Regions from separate parts of the Mus musculus genome. Here all the other regions are linked to region 6. A link is a contact called in public ChIA-PET, HiChIP or PLAC-seq and promoter capture Hi-C data. All regions are on one chromosome and are shown on one strand. The core of a region is the stretch at or near the end of the contact, and the rest is flanking DNA. Distances in the headings are between cores, read along the strand shown. Region 1 overlaps Gm30033 (a long non-coding RNA gene). Region 2 overlaps Akap12 (A kinase (PRKA) anchor protein (gravin) 12). Region 3 has its middle 84 kb from the start of A330032P22Rik. Region 4 overlaps Akap12 (A kinase (PRKA) anchor protein (gravin) 12). Region 5 overlaps Akap12 (A kinase (PRKA) anchor protein (gravin) 12). Region 6 holds the start of Mthfd1l (methylenetetrahydrofolate dehydrogenase (NADP+ dependent) 1-like).

Region 1 (2,700 bases), core at 92-2,591, 450 kb before region 6:
TGTGGTGATGGCCAGGACGTCCTCAGGTGGGAGTGTGACCCCAACACTGGCTTTTGTGGCTACAGAAACCCACTTAGGACTAAGGCCCCACAGTTTACCACTTTCTAAAAATGTGACTGAGTCCCACCTGATGACAAAGCCTCCTTCCAAAGTGCGTAACCTCCAAGTTTATTAAAACACACGTCACACTGCGCTGAGTTTTTCTTCCACTAAGAAGTTTTCTTAGAACTTTAATTAGCAAGATGTTCAACCCTTGCTTCTCCCCTTCTCCTACGAGGGAAGTCTGAAGGCTAAGATTCTTCCAGGCGTGGTTTCTGCTCTGTCCTCATGGATGTGGCACCTATTGCTGTAGGTGATTAATGCTACTTTAAATTGCCCCAGCGGTACGAGTTCCACGCTACCCACACCAATGTTCTTGATTCCCTAATTAAAGTTACACACACACACACACACACACACACACACACACACATGGCCTTATATTTAATATGCCTCAATCAGCAAAATAGTTGGGCCACTTCCAAATATCCAAGTGTAATACCTCCCCTGTGATACTCCTGAGTTCTTATTTTAATAATAATATTATTATTATATTCCACTGTTGCTGCCCTAGACCCAATCCATGGGAGACAGGGTTGGGACCGCTCTTTCCTGTACTTTACTCCTGAAGCCTGTACTTTACTCCTTTCCTGGCACAGAGATTCCAAGTCCTCCTTCCTCTCTCCGTCCCCCTTGCCCAGGAATCCTAAAGTCCCACTTTTGTCTCCCTGCCCAGTCATTAGCCGCTAACAACTTTATTTACCAATCAGTTGGGGGCAGGGACCCTCAGCATCTCACATGCAGGATTCCCGTGCAATTTTGGGAACCCAATTAACATAATACGAGTGTTACACCAAATCCACAACAGGTACCCCTGCAAATTCTTGCTGGGAGCAAATGTCTGCTTCCCAGATCAGCCCATATTGCAACCTGCTTCAGGCTGCTCAGGACATAGGGCTCCTAGTACCTCCCTTCGAGCTCACCAGAGGGAGGAGTGGGCTTCTAGGCTGAAGGAGAAAGGAGGTGCAGGTAACTGAGCCTGGGCTGTGGGTGCTGTCAGTCTTGAGTTTCTTCATTTACAAATTTAGTGCAATTACAGAGTGCGAATCAGGGATGGATTTAGGGACAGCAGAACCTCCTGCCACAGGAAGTCTTTTCTGAAATACCATAAAAAGCATGATTTTGCAACTTACTTGGATGTGAACCGAGTGGACCACACGCAAGCCTCTCATGGTTCGGTCTATACCAAAGAACCACAGGCAGCCCCTCTCTGGGATGCTTGAGAGCCCTGCTTCTGCTCTCCAACGCTAGAGCCTCTTTTGCCACTGCCTGGTTGTGGGCACTCTATTGCCTCCGTGTCCATTGGATCATCCCCAGACTTCCTGTTCTCTGTTCCCACGTGACTAGGGCTGCAGTGGGGAGGAGGGCCACAGTCAGTTGAAGTGTACCCACTACAAAGGTGCCATTGGTAGCCTTCTGAGGTCTTCCTTGGACCTGGTAGCCTGGGAAATGGGACTTAGGAAGCCAACTATTTCCCTGGAATCCAGATACCTGGGGGCTCTGTGAGAAGATGGGTTTTCAGTAGGGGGCTTGTAGGGTTTTTTTCCACAGCAGCTCTGGGAATGGCTGGTGCAGTTGGGTGTGGCTTGATCTGCCTCTAGCCTGACCCCTAAGAGGAAGGGGACAGGGAGAGGGGAAGGAGAGAAAAGGAGAAGAGAGAGAAGTAGAGGGAAGGCAGACAAGGGTGGAGAGAATATTTTCGGAATAGTTAGGATGTCAGAAAAAGCGATGTAAGGAAAGTAAGGGAGTTTAGTGTGGTCCCGTATAAGGTGACCTCATTCCTGCCTTGCTTGGAAAAGTCTGCAGTTTGGGGTGGATCCTGAGAATGGCCATAGTATGGTGGTACAGGAGACAGGGCACAGCTGGACTGATAAAGCTCTTGCAATCAGGAGGACCCGATTTGATATCCAGAACCCACACAAAATATCAAGTGCTGGCTGCTTATAATCTCAGCACTGAAGCAGGGTCAGGACGGCTAGTCAGCCTGCTGGCCCTAATCAGCTGAGCCCAAGACCAGTGACAGACTATCTCAAAGGAGGTGGATGCCCTTCCTGAGGATGACACCCGAGGTTACCTACTGACTGCCACACCCCTGTACACACATATGCACCCCCACCCCGGGAACATGTAAACACATGCATACACATAGATACACATTAGGATAAAAAAAGAAAAAGCCATTGGTTTCTGATTGCCTGGCCCCAGTCTCAAATCTGACTGGGGATAATGACTTTAAATGAGTTAAAGGAAATTGTGGAGGGAAACTCTGCAGAGCCTGGTTCTAGAGGCTCCTCCTTCAAGGGTAGCAGTTTTCTTCTTTTTGTTAAGCACCTCATCTCTCTTGGCCCATCATCCCTCTATGTGTCAGATACCATCTGCAGGCTTGGATTAGAGAGTTTTTTCCTCCCCATCTTACCCAGCAGTTGCTAGCCATCACTCCACCCCTTAGCATGGGAAGGCATTATGGGAGATTCCAAGGACTTGAGAGTTGGGTGCTAGGAAAGAGGAGGAAGACCAAATATAAATTTCAAAGCATCACACTATCCTGGCTCTCTGAGCACGCAAATCCCCTCCTCTGAGGCAAGAAGAGAAAGGCACTCT
Region 2 (2,700 bases), core at 192-2,691, 310 kb after region 6:
CCAAGTGCTGGGATTAGAGGCATGGGCCACCATTCCTGGCTGAATTAATGTATTTAGATAGATGCTTCCTGACCCCAGGGTTCACAGGTTTGCGCCCTTATCCTTTGCTTTAATGATTGTTAGATTTTATACATTTGGTTCTTAGCAATCATTTAAGCTAAGTCCTAGCAGACATTTTGGAGAATGCCTTTTTAGAAGCTTTTGTTTGGAATTATTCTTCACTGGGGGGGTGAGCACTAAATTCTGTAGACAGTTCCATGCTGTGCCATCTCTACCCTGAATTTATACTTGGTTTGACACTACAGTGCAAATGACAGGTGAGGTGGAACAAGATGGTCTCTAGATCACTAACAACTGGCCACTTTTGTTTGTTTCAATTTTTGAATCGAAGTCTCACTGTATATCCCAGGCAGGCCCTGAATTCAAGGCAGTTTTCCTGCTTCAGTCTCCCAAATGATGAGGATACAGGTGGGTACCATTACACATCCACTCTCCATGATCGATGTTTGTTTGCTTGTTTGGTTGGTTGGTTTGGTTATTTTGTTTTTTTGAAACAGGGTTTCTCAGTGCAGCCCTGGCTTTCTGGAACTCTCTTTGTAGACCAGTATGGCCTCAAATTCAGAGATCTTCCTGACTTTGCCTCCTGGGTGCTGGGACTAAAAGTGTGTACCACCACCTGGGTTATGAGAATTTTTTTTTTTTTGGTTTTTCGAGACAGGGTTTCTCTGTATACCCCTGGCTGTCCTGTAGCTCACTTTGTAGACCAGGTTGGCCTCGAACTCAGAAATCCGCCTGCCTTTGCCTCCCGAGAGCTGAGAATTTTTTAATTGCTTCAGAAATGACATATACAAGCAAATCAGTATTTAGAGTTGAGCTCCAACTTCTGTATTGTAACTGTGGACATTTAAATGGAAATTCGAAATCTCTCTGCTCTGTTTTGTATAAAATAAGTCACTCACACGGTAGGGAATGTTATAAATGTTGTCAAATCCTTCCTTATTATCACAGTTTCTCCCAGTCTTGGCACAAAATGGTAAATAAAAGTGAGGCAGAGAATACTGGGCTGTAATGGAAACAAAACCCAGGTTGGTTGAGTTTTATACACACATACTCTTGATTGCAAAGCCTCAAGGGCTAAAATTTCCTTGAAAGAAATTCAAGTAAGTCTTAAGTAAGCCTTTTGTTTTGTTTATAATAAACTAAACTTGTTTGCTTTGATCAACATGAAAACCAGTACTTCTTTTAGTAGAAGCTGGAGTCTTTAGATAAGATTTTTTTAAATTGCTATTCTATGTGGAGATTTTTGTGGTGACAGACTGAGACCCAACAGTGCTATCTAGATTCTTGAAAACAGTGAGATTTCAAGTCAAGTCCCTTATGACATGAAAGAATGCGAGGAATGCGAGGAATCAGGGAAGTAGGCCACGGTTTAAAGTATTACACTGGCCAGAGAAAGCTTCTCAGGCAGTCTCTCTGAGCCCTGGAACCCAGCAGATCCCTCTCCCAGAATGCTGCCATCTTTTTTTTTTTTTTTTTTTTTTTTTTTTTTTTTTTTAAGATTTATTTATTATTACATCTAAGTACACTGTAGCTGTCTTCAGATGCACTAGATGAGGACGTCAGATCTCATTACGGATGGTTGTAAGCCACCATATGGTTGCTGGGATTTGAACTCAGGACCTTGGAAAGAGCAGTCGGTGCTCTTAACCACTGAGCCATCTCTCCAGCTCTAATGCTGCCATCTTAAGCAAATTAGGCGGCAGGCAGGATGAAGTTGCCATCTCCATCTCTGGAGAGCTGGATTCAAAGTTCAGATTCACTGTTAAAGCCTGTGTCTCCAAGAAAAGGAAAGTCATATGTGGGATTGAGATATATATATTTGTGGCTGTGTGAACCTGAAATAGATTTTATTTTAAAGATTGATAAGTAGGAGCTTCCCACTCTTTCAGAGGTCCTGAGTTTGGTTCCCAGAACCCACATCGGAGGCTCAGAACTGCGTATAACTCCAGCTCCAGAAGATCTGATGGTCCCTTCTGGCCTCTTTGGGAACCCACACACAGGTGACATATACTCTCATAGACGAGAAATACACATATTAAAATAAACTAGTAATAGTCATAGGCAAGAGAAGAGGAGTAGGGGGAGAAAACAGGAGTTAAGTACCCTTAGCAAGAAAAGGAAGGAGAGTCCTTTAAGAAGAACTGGGGATCTGGGCTGCTGGGAATACAGTTCAGTTGATACAACACTTGGGCATTACACATGGCCCTGGGTTTCATCTGTAGCAAACTCCTGTTATCTCAGCACTTGGGCCAGCTTACTCTACAGAATAAGAGGCTATCCTGGGGTACAGGAAATCCTGTGTGCAAACATACACATAAAGCGAACTGGGGATCCTCTCTGGTGATGTTAGGCACTTTAGGGGGACTGAACTTGACCGGGTAGAATTACAGATGACCACGGCACCTGCGGTCTATGGAGAACTTGTGCTTAGGGAAACTGTACTTTGCCCAGAATTGTAAATTAGTGCTCCACCATAAAGGCTAAAACGGCGAATACAGCCAGTGAGAGAGGCCTGCCCTGTAATGGGATAAAACCCAGGACGGTTGACCCCCCCCCCCATGTGCGCGCGCGCGCGCGCGCACACACACACACACACACACACACACACACACACACACACATATACTCTACTGAAAAACC
Region 3 (2,700 bases), core at 131-2,630, 340 kb before region 6:
ATAGTAAAGAGAGCAGATGCTGCTGAAATGCTTAGGAAAGGCCAAGCAATATTTTTCAAAAAAGTGCTTTATATTAATTTATTTAACTCCACAACAAGCCTATGAAGCTAATACTTGTAGAGGTTTGGTCTATTGCTATGTATTGTAATGCTTTTATACAAGGACGTCTGGGTCTACGAATGACTTCTCATGATTACAAGCTTTTGTTATACAAACTTTGTTCCTTGATTTAAAACTATTGGTTAAATACAATTGGATACAGCCAATTACTGGAAGGATTAGAGGTGGGTGGGTTTAGAGTGACCTGGTCAGAGGAGGAGAGACCAGGAAGAAAGAGGAGGAAGAAGCCGCCATGAGGGCAGAGGAACAATGAGCTCATGGTCTGGAGGTTCAGCAAGTATCTGGGGTACACTGCTGGGGAGGTAGCCAAGCCAGAAGTTAGAAGAGTAGATTAGAGGTGACCCCTGTAGTTGTCAACGCCAAATAAAATAACCATAGTTTGAGTCTCATTTATTTGTAAGCTAGTTGGGGATAAGCTTAAATTGTTAGTACTGCAAATACTATTCTTTCCATTTGGTAAATGATGAAACAGTGGCTCAGAGAGGGTCAGTAATTCACCCCATGTCACACAGTTCCCAGGAGGCAGAGCTGGAGATCAAGCTCAGAGATTCTGTTTGCTTCACAGGTGTTGGCTTTCGAGCATGATGTTGTTCCTGCTGTCATCCTGGGTTGCTCCTGAGCAGCTCTGGTCTCCTTGTAGTCCATTACATCCAGCATCACTGTGGGATAGAGAGGGCTCAGTCCTCTCAATGATTGGGAAAGTCACAGATTCGAAGAGCAATCAATCCGCTGTCCTGATCAAGCCTGGATTCCAGGCCTTAATTCTGCTTTTCTGTTGTTTGTCTCTGAATTCTCCCTTATCTCTGTTGTCTAGTTGGTACAGACAAGCTCCTGGTTTTCCTCTATTTAAAAAGTTCTGCATGAGAAGTTAGTAAACACTTCAGTAAGTGACCAGATGCTACGGAAGTGGAAACAGCTGGTTGGGCTCTTGCAGGGGAGGAGGCAGAGTTGTTTTTATGTGAGAGAGTCACTGGAAACATTTGTTTCAAGGGTGGCCTGGAGTGTCCCCCTCCTCCCATAGGATCCACAACCCCTGCCCCTCTCCATCCCCCTTCCTCTTTCCATCTTCTCTCTCCCCCTGCCTCATTGAGGAAAAGCATGAGCCATCCTCCCTACCTCCCCCACACCCTCTTACTCAGACTTGAGGGAGGAGGTGGCTGTCACAGTTACTGTCATCTCAGACAGTCTAGGACTCAGCAGTGAAAGGAACGGATGCTGTTGTCCACAGTGTCTATGGCTGGACTGGCAGCATCCCACAGCCTCAACCCTAAGCAGATGCTGGAGAACAGCCATGAATTCAGCAGCTCAGGCTGACAACAGTCCGGAGGGATGACTATTCACTAATAAGGAAAGGAAGAAGATAATAACTGACGTCAGCAAGGCAGCAGTGCTAGCCCTTGATTGGGATTATAGTGACAGTGCGGAACTAAAACCTCCCTTGTTGTCATTGCTAACAGCAATGACAAATACTCAACCACAGCAATGCAAAACTACCCTTACTTTCAGGCACTGTTCTAAGCTCTATAGTCAAAAGCTGGAAAGAACCCAGATGTCCCTCAACAGAGAAATGGATACAGAAAATGTGTGCATTTACACAATGGAGTACTACGGAGCTATTAAAAACAATGAAATTATGAAATTCTTAGACAAATGGATGGATCTTGTCTAAGTTCTTACAAGAGCACATTTAATTGTAATTCCTGGAGTGCTCTCAGTGTCTCTCTGTCTCTCTGCCCCACCTCTGTGTGTGTGTGTGTGTGTGTGTGTGTGTGTGTGCGCGCGCGCGCGCGCGCACGTTATCCTGAGTAGTATCTCCAGCCCTCTTTTTGTGTTGCATTTAGAGACAGAATCTCACCCCAGAATGTCTTTGAACTCGCTTTACTGTCCAAGCAGGCTTCGAACTGCCTCAGATTCCTGAGTGGCTGGAATCATGGATCTGTGCCAGCAGCTCTGACTCTACTTTTTCTCTCCACTCGCTGGGCATGGGAGAGAAGTGTCCCAGGTGGCACTTACAGGATCCGCAACCCAGGTTAGTGAGAAACTCCTACCTCTGCCTGGAGTGATTGTGGATGTCCTAATCCTATATATTCTATGAAGGGCTATGTACCTTGAAGTGATGCACTACCTTATCTAATCTTGGGCTCTTTATATGGGTGGAAGGTTACAACTACACAGAGTGAGGAGATACGTTTCCAGTGAGCTCAGAGGGAGACATCACACTGAATTTCCTTTGTCTTTAAGTCAGCGTCTTTCCCCCATAGCCCAGGCTAGCCTCCAAATTTCAGTTGTTCTGCCTCAGCCTCCCAAGTGTGTGTGCCACCATGCTCAGCATTTAACATGTTCCTGGTTGAAAACCCTAGTTGAACAACTGTAGCTTTATAACCGGGGCACCAGAAAAATGACACTCCTCTTTCTCGCATTAAGTAGTGTTCTCATGATCATCTCTGAGGCCATTTCAAGTGAATCAACTGAGATGTTTTCTCCAGAATGGTAAGAGAGAAAAGTGTATTCTTTCCTCCAGTCTAGCGTGATTTACACGTTGATTATAAGCTTGTTACCCCAAACTCACTACTTATTTCC
Region 4 (2,700 bases), core at 33-2,532, 370 kb after region 6:
GGACACTGCTACCACATCCAGTTTGTGCAGTGCTAGGGATGGCACCGGGCTTTCATGTACACCAGGCAGGGGCACTCTCCCACCTGTGCCAATCCAGAGTCACTACTTACTTGCATCTTATTTATTACTAGGGTGTGTTCCTGCATGCGTGCGTGCGTGCATGTGTGCACGAGAGAGATTATGCATACTTAACTTGCCAGAACTACTTTTTTGAGTTAAGAGAAAGTATCTTTCAGAGCTGGAGAGATGGATCAGCGGTTATGAGCAGGACCTGAGGTGTGATCCCAGCACCCACATCAGGTGGCTCACGGGTGACTTTAACTTAACCTCAGCTCCAGGGAGTCTCCTGATACTCCTCTGTTCCGGTCCTTGTGGGACACCTGCATTCATGTGCACTCCTATACACTAACATCCACATATAACATAATTAAAAATAAATTTTTAAGGCATTTTTTTCTATTTTCATTCATTCACGCACTTTTTTTTCAGGTTAACTGATAGTTAACATCATTCTTTATCTTGCAGAGTAATTGGGGATACAAGTGTGGAGGCTCACTCCTATACATCCAGCAGCACTGGGAAACGGAGGCAGAGGATTAACTCTGGTTTGAGGCTAGCCTGGGCTACAAAGTGTGTCTTTTTTTGAAAAAATGGAGAGAGAGGGGAAGAGCCAGTGGTGTCCTTGAAGGGGGGGGGGGGGGACAAGAGCCAGTGAGATTTACATTTTTTTTAATTAAACAAAACAAAACCTAAGCCACAGAAGCATTTGTGCATACTGTAGAGAGCTTATAATGTACTTTTCTATGCAAATTATTGGTGGGGGAGCAATATGCTGCACATGGCTGGGATCGGTGTCAGTGTTGGTTCCGGTTTGTGATGAGGACAGAACAGTAGTCCAGAGAGTTGAGGTGCTGCGCTGGTCTCTGCGGCCGTTGACTCAGTATTTTTGGTGCTTGGTGGCCTCCACTGTTTGTTTCCAACAATTGGGAGAACCCTGAGTGGTGAGCTTCCTCATGTCATAAAAGGAAGTTACCCACGCCTAGCTTCAGAGTACCTCATAGAGGATCTCTTTCTGAAGGCATAGATGATGCTATCAGGGCACCCTTGCATCACGGTGGCCAAAGAGCCGCATAGTAATGGTGTCACCTGGCTGGTCCTTTTACATTTCGGTGTTAAGCCCCGCTAAGCAGCTTTTCTGCCTGGCGGGTTCATGGCTGATGAGCGCCAGGACGAGCAGAGTTGAGCTGGGCGTGTTTTGATATAAGGGGTGGGTTCAGAATGCAGAGAATTCTGGAAAGACTCCAGGAGCTCGTGGGGGGAAAGTTAAACAGTTCCAGATGTCCCACACAGTAAGCTGTGCCTGGGGACAGAGAGCACTGGCTATTCTAAACCTGGATAGTGAATAGTATAGTTTTTGTGGTGTTGCACCTTTTGTTTGTTTTTACGAAGTGGTGTCACCTAAACTCAACGGCTAAATTTAGATTAAAATATTTAACGTTTCTGTGAAATATAGGAGGAAAGTTTTATTTTTTTTTTCTTTTAAGCTTCCAAATTGTGTGTGTGTGTGTGTGTGTGTTATCTCCATCTCCTAAGTGTGGTTGTCTCTTGACATTTGTGGGAAATTAGTTCTAAGACTCCTTTAAAATGTGTCCATTAGAGAAAAAGTGATTTTATTCAACCAGCCCATGCCATTTGTGCTTTTAAACACTCCTAGAGTCCTTGCACCACCTGTAAATCGTTGTTACACGGTTGTACTGTCCTATAGGAGAGGTGATGAAGAAACGGGGTTGCTGCAAGTTCAGTTTAAATGAAGCTTTTCCCCCAAAATGGTTTTTGTTTTTTGTTTTTTTTTGTTTTTTTTTGTTTTTTTTTTGTTTTTGTTTTTTTTTTTTTTTTGCTCTAAGTCTGGTTGAATACTCATCCCACCCTATCCTCGGGACAGGAGAAGATGGGTTGCTGGCGGGGTGCGGGGAGGGCGATATGAAGATGCCCATTGCTATTGACTTGGACCTTTCGAGTTTGTGCCCTCGTCTCGATCCTGGTGAGTCTGAGCCCCGTTCGCTGTGTGAATAGCAGTTGTCTTCACAGTGGTAGGACTGCTGAGAGCTGTACTGAGTAGTTACTGTACACCGAGAGAGAAAGATCTCTTCTACAACTGCTTGTATTGTTGATGCATAGACTTTTGTTTGTTTGTTTGGTTTTTCGAGACAGGGTTTCTCTGTGTAGCCCTGGCTGTCCTGGAACTCACTTTGTAGACCAGGCTGGCCTCGAACTCAGAAATCCGCCTGCCTTTGCCTCCCAAGTGTTGGGATTAAAGGCGTGTGCCACCACCGCCCGGCTAGATGCATAGACTTTTAAGGGGACAAGGAAATGTACCCTGAGTCAGTGTTGCTTCCAGGGACCTTTAAGCTTTCCCACTTTCTGTCTAGTGGGGCAAATCTAAGGCAGGTGATTGTGCAGGAGCTGGAAGCCCTGCAGACTCAACCCCTTGCCCTGACTCCAAGGGCTCCACAGTTCAGCTGTAATCTGTGCTTAATCCCCGGAGCCCGTGTGAAGGTGGGAGGAAGGTGCCACTGCACAGAGCTGTCCTCTGACTTCTACACATGTGTGGTGGCGCTCATGCATCCATCCACACATAGCTGGTGGGAACACCAGCCTCTGCTGCCCATAGGGACTCTACCACTGAGAGAGAGAGAGAGA
Region 5 (2,700 bases), core at 58-2,557, 380 kb after region 6:
GGGTGGATACTTCAGTGTCTTGGGAGGCGTTGATTTGTGTCGGATCGTCCAAGAAGAGAGCGAGGAAGGCATCCTCTTCAGATGATGAAGGAGGGCCAAGAACACTGGGAGGGGATGGCCACAGAGCGGAGGAGGCTAGCAAAGACAAAGAAGCAGATGCTCTTCCTGCCAGCACCCAGGAACAAGACCAAGCGCACGGAAGTTCCTCACCCGAGCCAGCTGGAAGCCCTTCTGAAGGGGAGGGCGTCTCCACCTGGGAGTCATTTAAGAGATTAGTCACTCCACGAAAAAAATCCAAGTCAAAACTGGAAGAGAGAGCCGAAGACTCCGGTGCAGAGCAGTTGGCCTCCGAGATCGAACCAAGTAGAGAGGAATCTTGGGTTTCCATTAAGAAATTTATTCCTGGACGGCGGAAGAAAAGGGCAGATGGGAAGCAAGAACAGGCCGCCGTTGAAGACTCGGGGCCAGGAGAGATCAATGAGGACGACCCCGACGTCCCAGCTGTTGTGCCTCTGTCTGAGTACGATGCGGTAGAGAGAGAGAAGCTGGAAGCGCAGCGAGCTCAGGAGAACGTGGAGCTGCCCCAGCTGAAGGGGGCTGTGTATGTGTCTGAGGAGCTTAGTAAGACTCTGGTTCACACCGTGAGTGTCGCGGTCATTGATGGGACCAGGGCAGTCACCAGTGCCGAAGAGCGGTCCCCTTCGTGGATATCTGCTTCCATGACAGAACCTCTTGAGCACGCAGAGGGAGTGGCCACACCGCCTGTTGGAGAGGTCACTGAAAAAGACATCACTGCAGAAGCAACTCCTGCACTCGCCCAGACTTTACCAGGGGGCAAAGATGCCCATGACGACATAGTCACCAGTGAAGTGGATTTTACCTCAGAAGCAGTGACAGCCGCAGAAACCACAGAGGCGCTCCGCGCTGAAGAACTTACCGAAGCATCAGGGGCAGAAGAGACCACAGACATGGTGTCTGCAGTTTCCCAGCTGTCCGACTCCCCGGACACCACAGAGGAAGCCACCCCAGTTCAGGAGGTAGAGGGTGGCATGCTAGATACGGAAGAACAGGAGCGCCAGACGCAGGCCGTCCTCCAAGCCGTTGCAGACAAAGTGAAAGAGGACTCCCAGGTGCCTGCAACCCAGACTCTGCAGAGAGCAGGGCCGAAAGCACTGGAGAAGGTGGAGGAGGTAGAGGAGGACTCCGAGGTGCTGGCTACCGAGAAAGAGAAGGATGTTGTGCCGGAAGGACCCGTGCAGGAAGCTGAAACTGAGCATCTTGCACAGGGCTCCGAGACTGTACAGGCTACCCCAGAGAGCCTTGAAGTTCCTGAAGTCACAGAGGATGTAGACCGTGCCACCACATGCCAGGTTATCAAGCACCAGCAGCTGATGGAACAGGCTGTGGCCCCTGAGTCATCTGAAACCTTGACAGACAGTGAGACAAATGGAAGTACTCCCCTCGCAGATTCAGACACTCCAAACGGGACACAGCAAGACGAGACCGTTGACAGCCAGGACAGTAATGCCATTGCCGCCGTCAAGCAGTCACAGGTCACTGAAGAGGAGGCAGCTGCTGCTCAGACGGAGGGGCCTTCAACACCATCTAGTTTTCCAGCCCAGGAAGAACACAGGGAAAAACCAGGAAGGGATGTTCTAGAACCCACACAAGCGCTGGCTGCCGGGGCAGTGCCTATTCTGGCAAAGGCTGAGGTGGGTCAAGAGGGTGAGGCTGGCCAGTTTGATGGAGAAAAAGTCAAAGACGGACAGTGTGTTAAAGAACTGGAGGTGCCTGTGCACACTGGACCCAACAGTCAAAAGACTGCTGACTTGACACGTGACAGTGAAGTAATGGAAGTGGCCAGATGTCAGGAAACTGAGAGTAATGAAGAACAGAGTATTAGCCCGGAGAAAAGAGAGATGGGAACCGACGTTGAAAAGGAGGAAACAGAGACCAAGACAGAGCAAGCCAGTGAAGAACATGAGCAGGAAACAGCTGCTCCTGAGCATGAAGGAACCCACCCTAAGCCAGTCCTGACAGCTGACATGCCTCACTCAGAGAGGGGAAAGGCACTGGGCAGCCTTGAAGGAAGCCCTTCTCTCCCAGACCAAGACAAAGCAGATTGCATAGAGGTTCAAGTTCAAAGCTCAGACACACCAGTCACTCAAACAACCGAAGCTGTGAAAAAGGTCGAAGAAACTGTGGCAACTTCAGAGATGGATGAAAGTTTGGAGTGTGCAGGTGCGCAATCATTACCAGCTGAGAAGCTCTCCGAAACCGGTGGCTACGGGACTCTTCAGCATGGAGAGGACACCGTGCCCCAGGGGCCTGAGTCTCAGGCAGAGTCCATCCCAATAATAGTAACTCCTGCTCCTGAAAGCATCCTACATTCTGACCTTCAAAGAGAAGTGAGCGCATCCCAGAAACAGAGATCAGATGAAGATAACAAGCCAGATGCTGGTCCTGATGCTGCCGGCAAGGAGAGTGCAGCAAGAGAGAAAATCCTCAGGGCTGAACCTGAGATCTTGGAACTTGAGAGTAAGAGCAATAAGATTGTCCAGAGTGTCATCCAGACAGCCGTCGACCAGTTTGCACGTACAGAAACAGCCCCCGAAACCCACGCTTCTGATTTACAGAATCAGGTTCCTGTGATGCAGGCTGACAGCCAGGGAGCACAACAGATGCTGGACAAAGATGAAA
Region 6 (2,700 bases), core at 146-2,645:
CTGCCTTGCTTTCCCAGGCTAGAGGTAAGAGCCTTATTATCTATCCCTGCAGGCAGAGTGAGCTTCACATTTCCCACAGCTCTTGTTCCTCTAGACGCACCACAGTCCTGGGAGATGTCGCACAGTATTGAGTTTATTCCACAGATGAGAAATGTTGTGTTTAGGGATCCCCAATCTAAAAGGGACATCTATCAAACCTGCCCTAATAAATGAATGGACATGGCCAGAAGATAGATTCCAATATCCCTTCCATGGGCTCATCTCTAAGGGCTTAAATTCCTCCATGTATAAGCTTCAACTCTTAAAATATGCCTCCATCTCCCAGTAACCAAGAGGGTGACCAGGTTTTTAATATATGGACCTTTGGGACACATATCCAACCTACAGCAGTGAGGAAGGCAGAGGATATCCTGTAAACACTGTCTGACTCAACCTCATCGTAGGCACTTTTCATAGGGAGTAAGTTTCTGTGGCTCCAAGTTCCAACTAGATGTGTGTATTTTTTTTTTTCTTAAACTTTTTACCCTCTTTGGAACCTGCTTGTCCATGCATTTCAAAAACATGGCCCCCGTGTGTCAGTGAGGTGGCTCAACAGGTATAGTCACTTGCTGCCAAACCTATGAAGTTGAGTTCTATCCCTAGAACAATCCTTCTGCCCAGCACCTCAGCACGCCGCTGCTGACCCCAAGATAGAATCAGAGAACTGGTTTCTTCAGGTTGTCCTATCCTTTACTTGCTGCAAGCTCAAGGACACAAGTAAAACTTAAAAAGAGGAAGAGGAGGAGGGCACGTGGAATTGGGCAAGCTCACAGCTCTGCCAGCAAACCAAATGACTTCTCTTGATCGCAGGTTCTCCTGGTTAGAAATCAGACGAATGGCGTTCCATTTCTTACATCTGTTGGGGTTAATAAATATATCTTTCCAGCACACAAGACAGCGTGAGCACTCAAAAAACGGTCTCTGCCTTGCACAAATTCTACCCTACCTCATTTGTGGTCTACAAAGTTACTATGTTATTCCCACTAGCCTTGGAAATTATAAACTTGGAAGACTCAGTCCTAAAACCATTGACGTTAATCTGCTTAAGGCTACAAAACCAGCATTTGCATTGCAAACTCTAAGAACGACATTTAGCCCTAGGCCACCTCCCACGTAATAAACACTTCCTTCTGAAGGTCTAAACTGGACTTAGGACCACTACCTCCTGAGGAAAGTGAGCTGCATTATGAAGACCAAGGGTGGCATCAGGTTTTGAGGCAGAAGGGCTGGCCATACAATCTCAGGGCAAGGGCTCAGCACCACGCTGATGCCCCACCTCCTATGCCTTGACTTTCTGGCAACTCCAACCAAAAGCTTCACGTCCGCTGGCCCCCGCCCTGTTAACGTCACGGCCACTTGGTACAGTGCCCCCTAGGGGCCTCAGTTCCTCCCACGAGGAAGAGTCTAGTCTTTCCTGCTGCTGGCCCTTTACTGTGCCGCTTGGCTCTCTGGTGCCTCCCACGCCAGCCCGGGGAAGAACTTGCAGCCGCATCTCGGCGCCTGGGGATAACCAGTCACCCCGCACTCTGCAGCAGCATGAGCGTCCGCCTCCCTCTCCTGCTTCGCCAGCTCGGCCGCCAGCAGCTGCCCTCGGGCCCGGCGTGTCGCCTCCGTGAGCTGTGTCGCTCAGGCAGCAGAAGCAGCAGCAGCGGAGGTGGTGACCCCGAGGGGTTACGCGGGCGGCGGCTGCAGGATGGCCAAACCTTCAGCAGCCATGGCCCAGGCAATCCGGAAGCCCCCGGGATGGACTCCATCGTCAGGTGAGTGTCCTGTTTGTCTACAGGCAGGTCCCTAGCCAGGGACCCAAGGACCCAATGGCACTCTCGGCCGCTGGGAGACCCGAGGGACCGTTCGTAGGGCGGGAAACAGAGAATGCTTGGTTCCGACTTGCTAGAGACGCCTTGCGATTGGCAGAGAGGGCGTGGGGGCGAAGGGGAACGTCCGGAGTATGGGACCCGGTAGATGAGGGCATCCCCCCCAGCCGGCGCGCGCCTCACGGACCGCACGCCCCGCTCCACGTGCACCGCCCGCCTCCGGCTCTGATGCAACCGCGCCGGGCGTGGCGCCGACAGGAAAAGGGCGGTGCGGCCCTGGGCGGGAGAGAAGCAAGGAGGATGGCCCTACAATCCCGCCACTGCTGATGTCCCACTACTGAAGGAGGGGCGGGCTAAACCCCTTGCGGAAGCCCTCTAGGTCTAGGCGTACGGTCCGCTCCGGAGCATCGCTGCTCAGAGAGCACACAGGTTCCGGTGCAGCAGTATCTGGAAAGTTCATTCTATATCCGGTGGTGATCTGAGCAGAGTCATCTGGTCAGACCCTATAGTGAGTTTGCTAGGCCACTGCTGTGCAGAGGCACCTACCTGCAAAGGGCGGGAAAGCCCTTTTCTGCTTTGATTCCCAACTGGGGCTATGGAAACAAATGAGCAAAAATAATCTGCCCCCAGGGGCTGTCACACATATATCCCGCAACAAGTAGTCATTATTTTTACAATAAACTAAACTAAGCTCTACAAACTTGGTGTAATGAGCATGACAGTAAATACTTAAGGTTCAGTGAACTAAAAAGCAGAATTTAAAATGTTACATGGGTACGTTTGTAATAAGGAAAAACGTTCTCACAGTTTTTTGATAAAATCCAACATTTTATGGACACTGACATTT

The links. Promoter capture Hi-C pulls out the DNA fragments that hold promoters and counts their contacts. ChIA-PET counts read pairs in DNA pulled down with a chosen protein or histone mark. HiChIP or PLAC-seq counts read pairs in DNA pulled down with a chosen protein or histone mark.
Region 1: an H3K27ac HiChIP or PLAC-seq map of stem cell-derived neural progenitor cells shows a contact between it and region 6, with 5 times the contacts expected there. The contact joins the enhancer-like site here to the promoter of Mthfd1l in region 6. A contact is called at or near these places in 9 of 39 promoter capture datasets (the C10 cell line, the HPC-7 cell line, cranial neural crest and 6 more), 1 of 15 datasets of contacts at CTCF or cohesin (embryonic stem cells), 2 of 484 Hi-C or Micro-C datasets (cortical neurons and myocytes), 12 of 115 datasets of contacts at active chromatin or transcription factors (Th17 cells, bone marrow-derived macrophages, embryonic basal ganglia and 7 more) and 2 of 9 other capture datasets (adipose tissue and embryonic stem cells).
Region 2: an H3K27ac HiChIP or PLAC-seq map of extraembryonic endoderm stem cells shows a contact between it and region 6. The contact joins the enhancer-like site here to the promoter of Mthfd1l in region 6. A contact is called at or near these places in 9 of 39 promoter capture datasets (the 3T3-L1 cell line, the C10 cell line, frontonasal cranial neural crest and 5 more), 3 of 484 Hi-C or Micro-C datasets (cumulus cells and embryonic stem cells), 2 of 115 datasets of contacts at active chromatin or transcription factors (extraembryonic endoderm stem cells and stem cell-derived neural progenitor cells) and 1 of 9 other capture datasets (embryonic stem cells).
Region 3: a promoter capture Hi-C map of liver shows a contact between it and region 6, with 2.6 times the contacts expected there. The contact joins the enhancer-like site here to the promoter of Mthfd1l in region 6. A contact is called at or near these places in 5 of 39 promoter capture datasets (the C10 cell line, liver, maxillary cranial neural crest and 1 more), 1 of 484 Hi-C or Micro-C datasets (nephron progenitors), 2 of 115 datasets of contacts at active chromatin or transcription factors (extraembryonic endoderm stem cells and large pre-B cells) and 1 of 9 other capture datasets (adipose tissue).
Region 4: a contact with region 6 is called in an H3K4me3 HiChIP or PLAC-seq map of embryonic limb bud, with 5 times the contacts expected there. The contact joins the enhancer-like site here to the promoter of Mthfd1l in region 6. A contact is called at or near these places in 20 of 39 promoter capture datasets (3T3-L1-derived adipocytes, the C10 cell line, the HPC-7 cell line and 14 more), 1 of 15 datasets of contacts at CTCF or cohesin (large pre-B cells), 8 of 484 Hi-C or Micro-C datasets (B-cell progenitors, Kupffer cells, LSK cells and 3 more), 30 of 115 datasets of contacts at active chromatin or transcription factors (the 230-238 cell line, DN3 thymocytes, Th17 cells and 22 more) and 6 of 9 other capture datasets (adipose tissue, bone marrow-derived macrophages, embryonic stem cells and 3 more).
Region 5: an RNA polymerase II ChIA-PET map of memory CD8 T cells shows a contact between it and region 6, with 31 read pairs. The contact joins the enhancer-like site here to the promoter of Mthfd1l in region 6. A contact is called at or near these places in 17 of 39 promoter capture datasets (3T3-L1-derived adipocytes, the C10 cell line, the HPC-7 cell line and 13 more), 3 of 484 Hi-C or Micro-C datasets (Kupffer cells, bone marrow-derived macrophages and embryonic stem cells), 18 of 115 datasets of contacts at active chromatin or transcription factors (T-cell acute lymphoblastic leukemia, bone marrow-derived macrophages, craniofacial prominence and 13 more) and 5 of 9 other capture datasets (adipose tissue, embryonic stem cells, liver and 2 more).

What each region holds. Positions count from the first base shown.
Region 1 is chr10:3,526,275-3,528,974 of GRCm38.p6, forward strand. All of the region lies in intron 2 of Gm30033 (a long non-coding RNA gene), which reads left to right. Among named protein-coding and RNA genes, the nearest start is that of Iyd, 13 kb to the right of the region's middle. Within about 2 kb of position 1,342, at least 1 of the 459 cell types and tissues checked has an H3K27ac peak or open chromatin away from gene starts, as enhancers often do.
Region 2 is chr10:4,281,175-4,283,874 of GRCm38.p6, forward strand. The region is part of intron 1 of Akap12 (A kinase (PRKA) anchor protein (gravin) 12); the gene reads left to right. The region is part of intron 4 of Gm40592 (a long non-coding RNA gene); the gene reads right to left. Among named protein-coding and RNA genes, the nearest start is that of Akap12, 16 kb to the left of the region's middle. Within about 2 kb of position 1,442, at least 45 of the 459 cell types and tissues checked have an H3K27ac peak or open chromatin away from gene starts, as enhancers often do. A contact at or near this core is called in extraembryonic endoderm stem cells, where this site is marked.
Region 3 is chr10:3,632,936-3,635,635 of GRCm38.p6, forward strand. No RefSeq gene overlaps it. Among named protein-coding and RNA genes, the nearest start is that of A330032P22Rik, 84 kb to the right of the region's middle. Within about 2 kb of position 1,381, at least 86 of the 459 cell types and tissues checked have an H3K27ac peak or open chromatin away from gene starts, as enhancers often do. A contact at or near this core is called in adipose tissue, extraembryonic endoderm stem cells and liver, where this site is marked.
Region 4 is chr10:4,338,024-4,340,723 of GRCm38.p6, forward strand. The region is part of intron 2 of Akap12 (A kinase (PRKA) anchor protein (gravin) 12); the gene reads left to right. Among named protein-coding and RNA genes, the nearest start is that of Gm40592, 29 kb to the left of the region's middle. Within about 2 kb of position 1,283, at least 57 of the 459 cell types and tissues checked have an H3K27ac peak or open chromatin away from gene starts, as enhancers often do. A contact at or near this core is called in craniofacial prominence, differentiating embryonic stem cells, embryonic limb bud and 1 more, where this site is marked.
Region 5 is chr10:4,354,849-4,357,548 of GRCm38.p6, forward strand. It overlaps Akap12 (A kinase (PRKA) anchor protein (gravin) 12), which reads left to right. Exons shown (of 4, transcript NM_031185.3): 3 at 1-2,700. Among named protein-coding and RNA genes, the nearest start is that of Zbtb2, 32 kb to the right of the region's middle. Within about 2 kb of position 1,308, at least 52 of the 459 cell types and tissues checked have an H3K27ac peak or open chromatin away from gene starts, as enhancers often do. A contact at or near this core is called in the HPC-7 cell line, T-cell acute lymphoblastic leukemia and memory CD8 T cells, where this site is marked.
Region 6 is chr10:3,971,680-3,974,379 of GRCm38.p6, forward strand. Mthfd1l (methylenetetrahydrofolate dehydrogenase (NADP+ dependent) 1-like) reads left to right here and starts at 1,396. Exons shown (of 28, transcript NM_172308.4): 1 at 1,396-1,799. The coding sequence starts at 1,576.